Linked DNA regions of Mus musculus: region 2 is linked to region 1. The links are chromatin contacts, called in public Micro-C maps. All regions are on one chromosome and are shown on one strand. Each heading gives the region's core, a stretch centred on a gene start, on an enhancer-like site or on the middle of the called end of the contact. The rest is flanking DNA. Distances are from core to core; before and after follow the strand shown.

Evidence for each region. Hi-C and Micro-C count contacts between places; a contact is called where the count stands out from the background.
Region 2: a Micro-C map of the HL-1 cell line shows a contact between it and region 1, with 2.8 times the contacts expected there. The contact joins two enhancer-like sites. A contact is called at or near these places in 3 of 484 Hi-C or Micro-C datasets (the HL-1 cell line, nephron progenitors and palatal mesenchyme).

The regions. Positions count from the first base shown.
Region 1 is chr7:82,274,323-82,279,299 of GRCm38.p6, forward strand. Sh3gl3 (SH3-domain GRB2-like 3) reads left to right here. Exons shown (of 9, transcript NM_017400.7): 6 at 1,805-1,963. Among named protein-coding and RNA genes, the nearest start is that of Gm51492, 20 kb to the right of the region's middle. Within about 2 kb of position 1,384, at least 51 of the 459 cell types and tissues checked have an H3K27ac peak or open chromatin away from gene starts, as enhancers often do. A contact at or near this core is called in the HL-1 cell line, where this site is marked.
Region 2 is chr7:82,419,808-82,424,422 of GRCm38.p6, forward strand. The region is part of intron 3 of Adamtsl3 (ADAMTS-like 3); the gene reads left to right. Among named protein-coding and RNA genes, the nearest start is that of Adamtsl3, 86 kb to the left of the region's middle. Within about 2 kb of position 2,989, at least 43 of the 459 cell types and tissues checked have an H3K27ac peak or open chromatin away from gene starts, as enhancers often do. A contact at or near this core is called in the HL-1 cell line, where this site is marked.

The DNA of each region.
Region 1 (4,977 bases), core at 134-2,633:
TATCACACTGTATCGGTTGTGTGCTTGTGGTCATTCTGTTTCATTCTTTCTCGAGAAAATCATTGTCTAGAAACTGGCAGTTTTATCCTGGAAACCTGCAAGAAATTGTTTTGTCCAGGGTGTCTGTGGGAACTTCCAGGTCTCGTTCAGCTCGGCTGCTTTTGCAGATGTGCAAGCCAGCTCCAAGCCAGCTCCAAGCAATGCAGACTGCCAGACTTCGGCGCTGAAGGTCCAGGCGCCCTCTTGTGGTGTTGTAGAGAATAGCTCACTGCCTTCAAACTTGATTGACATCTCCCTTCAGCTGCAGACTCATTTGAGTCTTGTCGCCATCTTTCCAGACCCAGACAGTTTTAAGAGTGTAGCCACCGAGATCATGAGTTAAGGAGAACTTGGGCTATGTGGCGTGTTCCTGCAACAAACAGATGAAGCATATAGACGTGAGGTAGGAAAACAGCAGTTACCAATGCTGGAGAGAAGAGCAGGGACGCCTGAGGAGGGGCACCATCCTCCGCATAGCTGGATGAGGAAAGGCCACCGAGGAGCTGTCCAGGATGACTGGGCTGGGTAAATAGGCAGCACATCTTGCTGAAGGGCCAGGGTTAGGATGTCTAGGAACCCAGGGCACAGGGGAAGACCAGGTAGCTATGGAGGGAGAGAAGCCTGGGAGTCCTGGAGAACTCCAGATGCCTTTACCTGCATTTAGAGTTTATTCTAAAAGCAGAAGGCATCAGAGAAGGACCCGGGAAGGCTGGATGAGAAATGAAAGCTGCTGTTTTGGTCCCCCTCCTTATTTGGACAACTCTGGATCCCCTCACCTGTCACCCCTTCCTTCCATCCCAGGAAAAGCATGCCCACTCCACACTGGGCCCAGGTCCATCCCTCTCACCCCACCAAGACCCATCTTCCTTCCCCCATGTCCAGTCTTCCTGCTTGTGTTGATCTCTCCCTGTGGTATTCAAACCTGTCGAGAATCCCTTGACACGCTACATCATCATCGTCATCATCATCGTTTTTGGAGGAATTGGCAATGGAAATATTCTTATTTTTTGTAGAGTTAGGGTGGTTAGACATTGTGTATGTTAACAGAACTGGGGAAGGGAGTCCTGTGGAGACAGGAAGGGTTACCTGAGCGAGGACACTGCATCCTTCCTTATTCTCCACACAGACTCTCATTCTCACCTGCTGCCCACCCCTCGCCCATCATGTGTCCTTCTGTAAATGTTTCGAATGCTAGGCAGGGTGGGTGGCCTTCAGCAAGAGACAGAGGGTGCAGAGCAGAGGATGTAACTGGTTTCTACCTGAAGAGTGGGTGGGGCCGAGGCTCACAGCATCCCACCCCATAGCTTAGGACTGGACTCCCTCTAGGGGATGGAGGGGTCAGTTTTCTTGAGGAGTTCTCCAGCAGGTGGCTCTGTGTCCTTGCACAACTGACTATGTGGCCTCCATGGATTTACAAGAGCACGTGAAGTTGGGAAGGGAATTGATGCTGGTGGTGGGGGGAGGGGGAAGGTAAAGGAGAGAGGATGGGCGCGGCTCAGACCAAAACACCTGCGTATGCACGCAGCTCTCACGCTCTCAAACAGCAGCGGGCAGGACTAGGCCCAGAACAAGGAACATAGCCATAAGAAAGAGAGTGTGTGCACTTAAGCACATACTGTGGTGTGAGTCTCATCAGTGTGTGAGTCACACCACAGCATGAGTCACACCTCTTCCATCCTCGGTGAGCCTCATCATGGCGGGCATGAGTCACGCCACAGTGTGAGCCTCAGCACTTAGTGAGTGAGGACTTCCTTTCTCGTTTCAGCACCACCTGAGAAAGCTGGAAGGCCGTCGCCTGGATTATGATTATAAAAAGCGGCGGGTAGGTAAGATCCCCGAGGAAGAAATCAGACAAGCAGTAGAGAAGTTTGAAGAGTCAAAGGAGTTGGCCGAAAGGAGCATGTTTAATTTTTTAGAAAATGATGTAAGTATTTAAACCGAACGGAAGACTTTAATGCACATGACACGCTCTAAAACCCTAACTGCAGTGGAAGTTTCTAGAATGTTCCTGCCTGACATATAGGGAGAGACAGTCAACCATCTCTGAATGAAGCCTTAGTCCTTAGCAGGGCTGCTTGTTCCTGGGGTGGCTTTGTAGCAGAAGATGGCCCAGGAGAGCAGCCTTGGTGTTAAAGGCCACAGCATTTGTGGTTTGCTGAGCTTGAACAGCACGTGCCGGGTGAAGATCTGGCTCCCCCTTCCCATTGTTAGGTCTATAGCTGAGGAGACTCACTGGTCACTGTGCTATCTAGCAGATCATCTTTCTTCTCTTTGAGGGGTGACGGCAGCCAGACTTGGAAGGGGTCTCCCTGGTCTTTCCCATGTCCTTGTGGCCTTACATTCTCTCTCCTGTTGACCAGTTAAAGTGTAAAAGCCTCCAGCATTGCCCACTGCTGGCAGAACACGCTGTGGGTGTGACGTGGTTGGAGAAGAAGTGCTAATAGTCCTTGCTGAGGGTGGGTGGTTTATAAAACTCTCACCTTGGCTTTCATCCATCGCCCTCCTCCCCCCCAGCCCTGCGTCCATGGGGCCAAGGCCATAATCATGTAGAACACAGAGTTCTGATACCTCTTAGCCACCAACTTCATGTCCACCCTTGGTCAGTCGGCCTTTGTGGCCATGCCTGCTTCCTGTCATGGCTGGGACCTGTGCTTTAGAATGGTCGGTGATGGCTGGGCTTTCCGCTAGGATATCATTGTGGCTCTGGGTAAACATGACTGGGCCCCTTTAATTCTTATCAAACATAGAAGGTCTGCAAGCTGGGACACTGCCTGATGGATTTGACAGTTCTTAGACCCTGAATTGGCCAGACTTTAGCGTACTGGGACAGACACCTGAGAGAGCAACTTAAAAGGAGGAATGTGAGCTTCGTCTCAAGGGATGGAGGTCTCAGACCATGGCCAGCTGGATCCGTCATCTCCACCGTGGTGCCACAGAGCATCATGGTGTGACAGATGCGGCACTTAGAGTGGTCAGCAAGGAGATGTAGGGTGGGAAAAGAAAGGGAGAGAGAAAGGACAGCCTTACTCTCCCCCATATCCCTCCCGTGACTGACTGACTCTAAACTAGGCTTTGTCTCTTAAAAGTTCCAGAAGTTCCAGAATCTTGCCATTATCTTTGGATCAAACCCTCAGTATGCGATCCTCGAGGGCATTTTATGTTCATACTGCTGCACATGTGACACTGTTCACACTGCTGCACACGTGACACTGTGTTCACACTGCTGCACACATGACACGGTGTTCACAGTGCTGCACACGTGACATTGCACCAATTGGAAACTGGTGAACAGGCTGTTAAAGTGAGGCTTCAGGGAGAGCATGCTAGCAGATAACAGAAGGGCCATGGCTTCCTCCAAACAGAGGAGGAGATGTTTCATCATTGTTGGGAAGAGATTTGGGGAGCTGAGCCACAGCAGATACTGGTCTGGACTTTGTCTAATTGAGAAGTTGACAAAGGAGCCAGGTATCTGGTGCGAGCCTTCAGTAAGTGTAATTATCGACCTTTTGATCAACTGTGTTGGTGGTATGGCCCAGGGCCAAAGTCTCAACATTTCACCTCCTCTCTACAACCTCAGTTGATGGATGCCAGGTCTCAGTGTAGAGCCAGCGTGGCTCCTCTACCAGAACACCGTAAAATATGATGGCACTGGGTGAGCGAGCACCCTTCCCTGGGCTTCTGACCTCAAGAATCAGTTCTAGGGCAGAGTAAGGCATCCTGCTAAGGGCAGGCTCAGTCTCACCCACAGAAGGAGGGAGTGGAATTGGGATTTGTAAACATCTACTCGAAGCAAATGAATAAACAGAGGAAAGTGGCTGAGAAGTATTTAAGGCGCTGTGCTCTGTCCTTGGTGACTTCCTGCTTATGCTTCTGTGGCACCAGGAATTCAGAGGCTGAAATCTCACCCATCAGGGCTGGGAAGGGCTCACTGCCTCCAGCCCTCCTCTTCCACTGTCCTGGATAAGCTATAACAAGAGCTTAAAACACCAGTTATGTGTATGGATACCTTGTCTGTGTGGATGGATGCTTACCGTGTTAGAGCACTGTCTGTGGCTGTGAGCACCGTGTGGGTCCTCTGGGAGAGCAGCGGTGCTCTCAAGTGTTGAGCCATCTCTCCAGGCCCAGTAAGGCAACCGTTTCACCAGCACGTGTATAGAAAAAGTGTTTGCCGAAGCTTTTCCTGAGAGGAGCTTTGAATGAAATGAAGAGACTCAGTCTTTCCTGGGTCTCCAAATGCAGATTATATAACTAACTCTTCCTTGGGCTTTCCGGCTACCAGGCTATTTGTGGAAGTTTTTAGAATGGCTTACTCCTCAAGTCTATAGTCAATGCACACTGCTTTCTCTTTAGACAATATAAACCTTCCAGTCTACATTCTTGTAACTGAGAAACCAGCAGGAGAGCCTAGCTGGACCCACAGTCTGGCACCCCCATGCATGTCCAGCTATATGTGAAATCTCAACCTATGGACTGTCGGAATCCGTCTCTCTCTCTCTCTCTCTCTCTCTCTCTCTCTCTCTCTGTGTGTGTGTGTGTGTGTGTGTGTGTGGCTTGAGTTGTTCATTCCACCATCCCTAAACAGTTTCACTTTGATCTACCGATCTGATGCAGGCTGGTTTTGGGATGGGGGATAGGGAAAGATCGCCTTTAGCCCCTCAGTGCAGTCTTTGCTGATTGTGTTGAGAAGAGTTAGATGCCAGACCGAGGGCCTCACTTCTTGCTTGAGGTCAGGTGACTCCATTGGATAGCCATTTAAGACAGGGAGCGGTTGGGCTCTCTGCATTTCCATGAATCCTAGGGGGCCAGGCCCATGGCTTACTCCTCCAGTGCTGGATTGTGACTGACACACAGAGGGCACCTCCTTTTGGAGAAGGGCCTGTGTGCCATGCAGTTCATGGTCAGGTGGGGCTGCTGCAGACAGGAGGTTGGTTCTGAGGC
Region 2 (4,615 bases), core at 1,739-4,238, 150 kb after region 1:
AAAACACAGAAATCATGCCTCTGCTTTCAGATTTTCTAGTGAACTGATAAATGAGTATTCTAGAAGCTTCCCTAAGCCCTGCAGATCCATTTTGCACCCTTCCCCATCCAGGATTGCCTCCTACCCTCTGTCTTCTGGTTAGCTTTGGCCAGTGAGGAACACTACAGGAATAGGAGAGAGGGAAAGAGAGGTATGTCTGTGTGGTCCCCACCCCCCAAGGCTGTATTTTCTCACCAAAAGCAGTAGCTTTCACTAGTAGCTCTTAACACAGAAAGAGAAGGATGAAAATCCTGGGATTCATAGGGTCTGGATTAAACCAGTCCGGGGTACTTCCTAATTCTCAGACTTTCCCTGTACCTTGTCCATTCAATGGTGTGCTTTAAACATGTCCCTCAGGGGCTATGGGCATTATTCAGTGGCAAAGCACTTGTCTCCCATGCCCAAGACTGTGAGCCCAATATCTAGAGTTGCAAAAGCAAATCCTAGTGCTCTGAAATAAATTAATAGATAAATATTAAATACCTCTCAAGGGGCTCCAAAGATTCCTCAGTAAATAAAGTGCCTGTCACTCAAGCATGAGGACATCTGCTGGTTCCTTAGTCATGCACATTGGCTCATACTCACAGAACAAGTACACACATGCACACACACACACACACACACACACACACACACACACACACACACACAGACAGGCACATGCACACATACACAGGCAGGCACATGCATGCACACACACACAGGCAGGCACATGCACACATACACAGGCAGGCACATGCATGCACACGTATACACACACACACACACACACACAGAGAGAGAGAGAGAGAGAGAGAGAGAGAGAGGGAGAGGGAGAGGGAGAGGGAGAGGGAGAGGGAGAGGGAGAGGGAGAGAGAGAGAGAGAGAGAGAGAGAGAGAGAGAGAGAGAGAGAGAGAGAATTTGACTGACATGCTATTGGGGAAATAATGAGGAACTCATTTATGTCTGAAGTATGAGATGAAGCACGAACAGGTGCTGTGAGCTGTGGAGCTGCAGTGTGGAGCTGCAGACTAGGGTTGTGTCTGCCAGGGAGATGCTTGTTAGTGTGGAACGAGTAGCAGTAGAATCAGTGAGGCTGACGTTCTCTTATGATGGTAACATGACCAGGGACAACGACTGTCTAGGAAAGGGCCTTCCAAATTCCACAGGCTGTCCATTCTCCAGCCAGTGAACTTTAGCAGAATTTTAGTAGTATGAACCGGAGAAGGAGAGGTGAGTTTCAGAGTCCAGAGTCAGTGGTGCCTGGCACCTGCATTCATGCTTCATACAACCTGGCTGAATGGAATTGTTGATCCATGTGACGACTTGAGTGACATTTTTATGACATCCGCCCAATTCATAATTTAAAAGTTTTGTTGCTTAAGACCTTAAGGTAGTATTAACCTGAAAGAATGTATCTACTGTTAACAGAAACCGAGTGGTTTGAGATCTCCTCAAATAACCTTTGTGGGAACACTGGAATGCACCTTTATTTGATGTCTGGGAAGTAGTATCCCACTGGAACTCAGTTCATTTGGAGTTGTTGTTAATGTGGAGCTGTTAATATGGCATTTCCAATAAGTGACCTTAGATGTGAAATCTGTGTTTAATTACTAATGTTTTAGTAAGGCCAGCAGAGCAGCCCTATTCTGTGTAACTCAGAGATTTAAGAACTTGTCAGGGAAATGGTTTATGATTTGATTTATGCCTGGGGATCCGAGAAGAGCAAGCAAGACTGGAGCCTTTATGAGGCCGTGAACATACTCACTCCTACCCTATTCTGGGCTTTTGCCAAGTGTGATTATATAATGAGTAAACAATATCTTTGGGGGATTTTTTCATCTAATATTTTTCCAAGCTAGAATTTTACTTGGGAAAATATGATTTCCTAAGCAATCATTAAGCCTGATAGACTACAGCAAATGACACAAAACGCACACAGCTTCTTTGGCTGTGTTCTCACAGGTTTCCCTTCGGTGTTTTTCTTTTCTTTTAAAAAATTATGTTTCATTAAATACACACGCACACACATGCTTACATATGTACACACACATACATGGGCACACTCACAAATATACACATACACACAGACACATAAATGAGTGCATGCACACACACACTGAATGATGCAAAATGCAGCAAATTGAAACGTGTTCATAACTCATAACCAGTTAGAAAATAGAGACAAGCAAAATAAGGGCTTACTGAGCCACCAACCAGGCAGCACACAGGAGCTGGTCTGAGGCCCTCGACACATATACGGCAGAGGACTGCCTGGTCTCCCCTCAGTGGGAGAAGACCTGCCTAACCCTTGAGACTTGAGGCTCCAGGGAGTGGGGAGGCCTGGTGGGAGTCACAGGGGACATCTTCTTGGAGACAGGGAGAGGAGGAATGGAATGAGGAACTGTGAGAGGGCAGACCGGGAGGGGGCAATGACTGGATTATAAAAAATAAAAGTCATAAAAAAATAACGGCTTACATGCAACCCAAAGTATTCTATGTGAGGGGCATGTGGTTCCCGCAGAGTTGATTTGTTCTGTGGAAAAGAGCTGACCTTGCTCTGAGCTCTGCTAAGGTGGGCTATGGAAACACAACTTATGTATGTATCTGTTCCTCTTGACAATTGAGGATTAATGTCACCTCACAGTGTCCCTTGACCGCTCTTCCTCCTGGCTCAGTGAAAGCTGCTTGGGGGATTAGGTCCATGCCTGCCTTCTCAGGGTGCCTAGTGCAGAGTCTTGACCATAGGTATCTGTTTGGATAAGGGAACCAGCAGATGCTTGGGAGCCCACAAATGCCAGCCAGGAACGTGCATTCCTCACTAAATACCCCAGATAAAATGGCAGACTGTTGAAAACCAGAAGTGTAGTTCCATTTGCAATAAAGATGGGGGTGGGGTGGAGGATAACGTAAAAGGCTTCATTGAGATATCAGAAGAATGTTGTGGTCAAGTGGATCCCAGCAGCAGTGGAGGGGATCCAAGACTTGGAATGCTAACTGTGAGTGACGATAGCTCAGCTGCCTGCATTTGACTGGATTCCTGGTCACAAAGGAAATGAGTATTAGAGGAGAAATTGCACAGAGGAAAACAGAATTTGCCCAGGGGAAGTGATAAAGGTTTTTTGCCTTGGCCCCATCATTCTCTGGACACATATGGTTGTGAAAGTGTGGCTCACCTGAACATGATAATGGGAGTATCCATCAGAGGTGCTGTGGTGTTTAGAGAGGACATAAGTCAAGCCAAGGACTGGCCCGCAGCACTGTCTGCCTGAACATCAGCTGCCCTAGGAAGGTCATGGTTCTTCAGGTCTTTGTCTAGGTCTTACCACATGGGCACAGATTTGATGTTGGTTGAATTAAACTTTGATTGGGTTCATTTAATAATTTACCTTATAGTGCAGTGTCCACATGGAATATAAATAATCACATAAGGAAGTTTTAAATTGGTGCCCGTAAAGTAAAGAGAATTGGGAAAAGCAGTACTCACTGGTAAGCAGAAGTTGTCTGTTCTGGGTTACCATGAAGCCAGCTCTGTCTTTGTAGCCACTGGGCTTTAGGATTGGGCTGGTCAAAGTGAGGCTACCACATAACTCTTCTCTCAGGAGGCTTGGTAGTTACCACGGCAGAGGAAGGTTTTACCCTGTTCCCAGGATGGCTGTCCCTCCATCCTCCACAACTCTCTTCTGCATCCCAATATTTGATAATGGTGACTGATACCGTTTCCTATTTTTTCGGTAACATTAAGCTCTATTCACAGGCCTTCTCTCTCATCAGTGGGCCACCCTCCTGGCATTGTGGTCTACTTACAACTGTAAAGAAGCAGACACATGCATTAGAGGAATTCTGATTAGGAAGCTATGTCTAGCATGGTTTTTGGTGACTCAGGGGACACATGGAGGCTGCAAAGTCAAGCAGCATGCTTTACAGATGGGTGCTAGGATCAGGGTCCAAGCAGACCTCAGCAGGCTGACTCCCTGAGCCAAAAGCAACAAGGGAGGTTTATTGGTGATTAATTTTAAGTCTTGCATAAGCAGCAACTGGAGAGCTGGCTTTGCTATCATTACTCTGAAGATGTTATTTTTAAGAACAACAACTGCTGGCATTTGTGACGCACTCACCGGCTACATGGAGATGCTGTTTGACTTACTTCTTATGTGTATTTTAAATATTGCATGAGTGATGGTGACCATTGTGGTTTAATGTGAGTTTGATAAGGTTAAAAGCTTATTGTAACAGCTTTAATCATTATATAATACTGCCTCCATACAGAGTTCCAATAGATGATGTTGCCTGAAAATAATAAGAAAGAGAGTGCAGGAGTGGGGAGGGAGGGAAGAAAAAACTAAATGGAAAGAAGGAGAGGGGAGAAAAAGAGAGGGAAACTTTATCAAAAGAGATTTTTCATGGGTTGAGGTGATAGCTTAGTTTAGTCTCTAGAACCTATACAAAAAAAAAAAAAAGCCAGCCATGATAGCATGTTTGTAGTCTCAGGGCTGGGAAGGCTGAGACAGATTTCTTGGACTGGTTAGCCAGCTCACTCAAAGAAGTGAGCCCCAGCCAATAAAAGACCCTGCTTCAGAATAAAATACTCAAGGT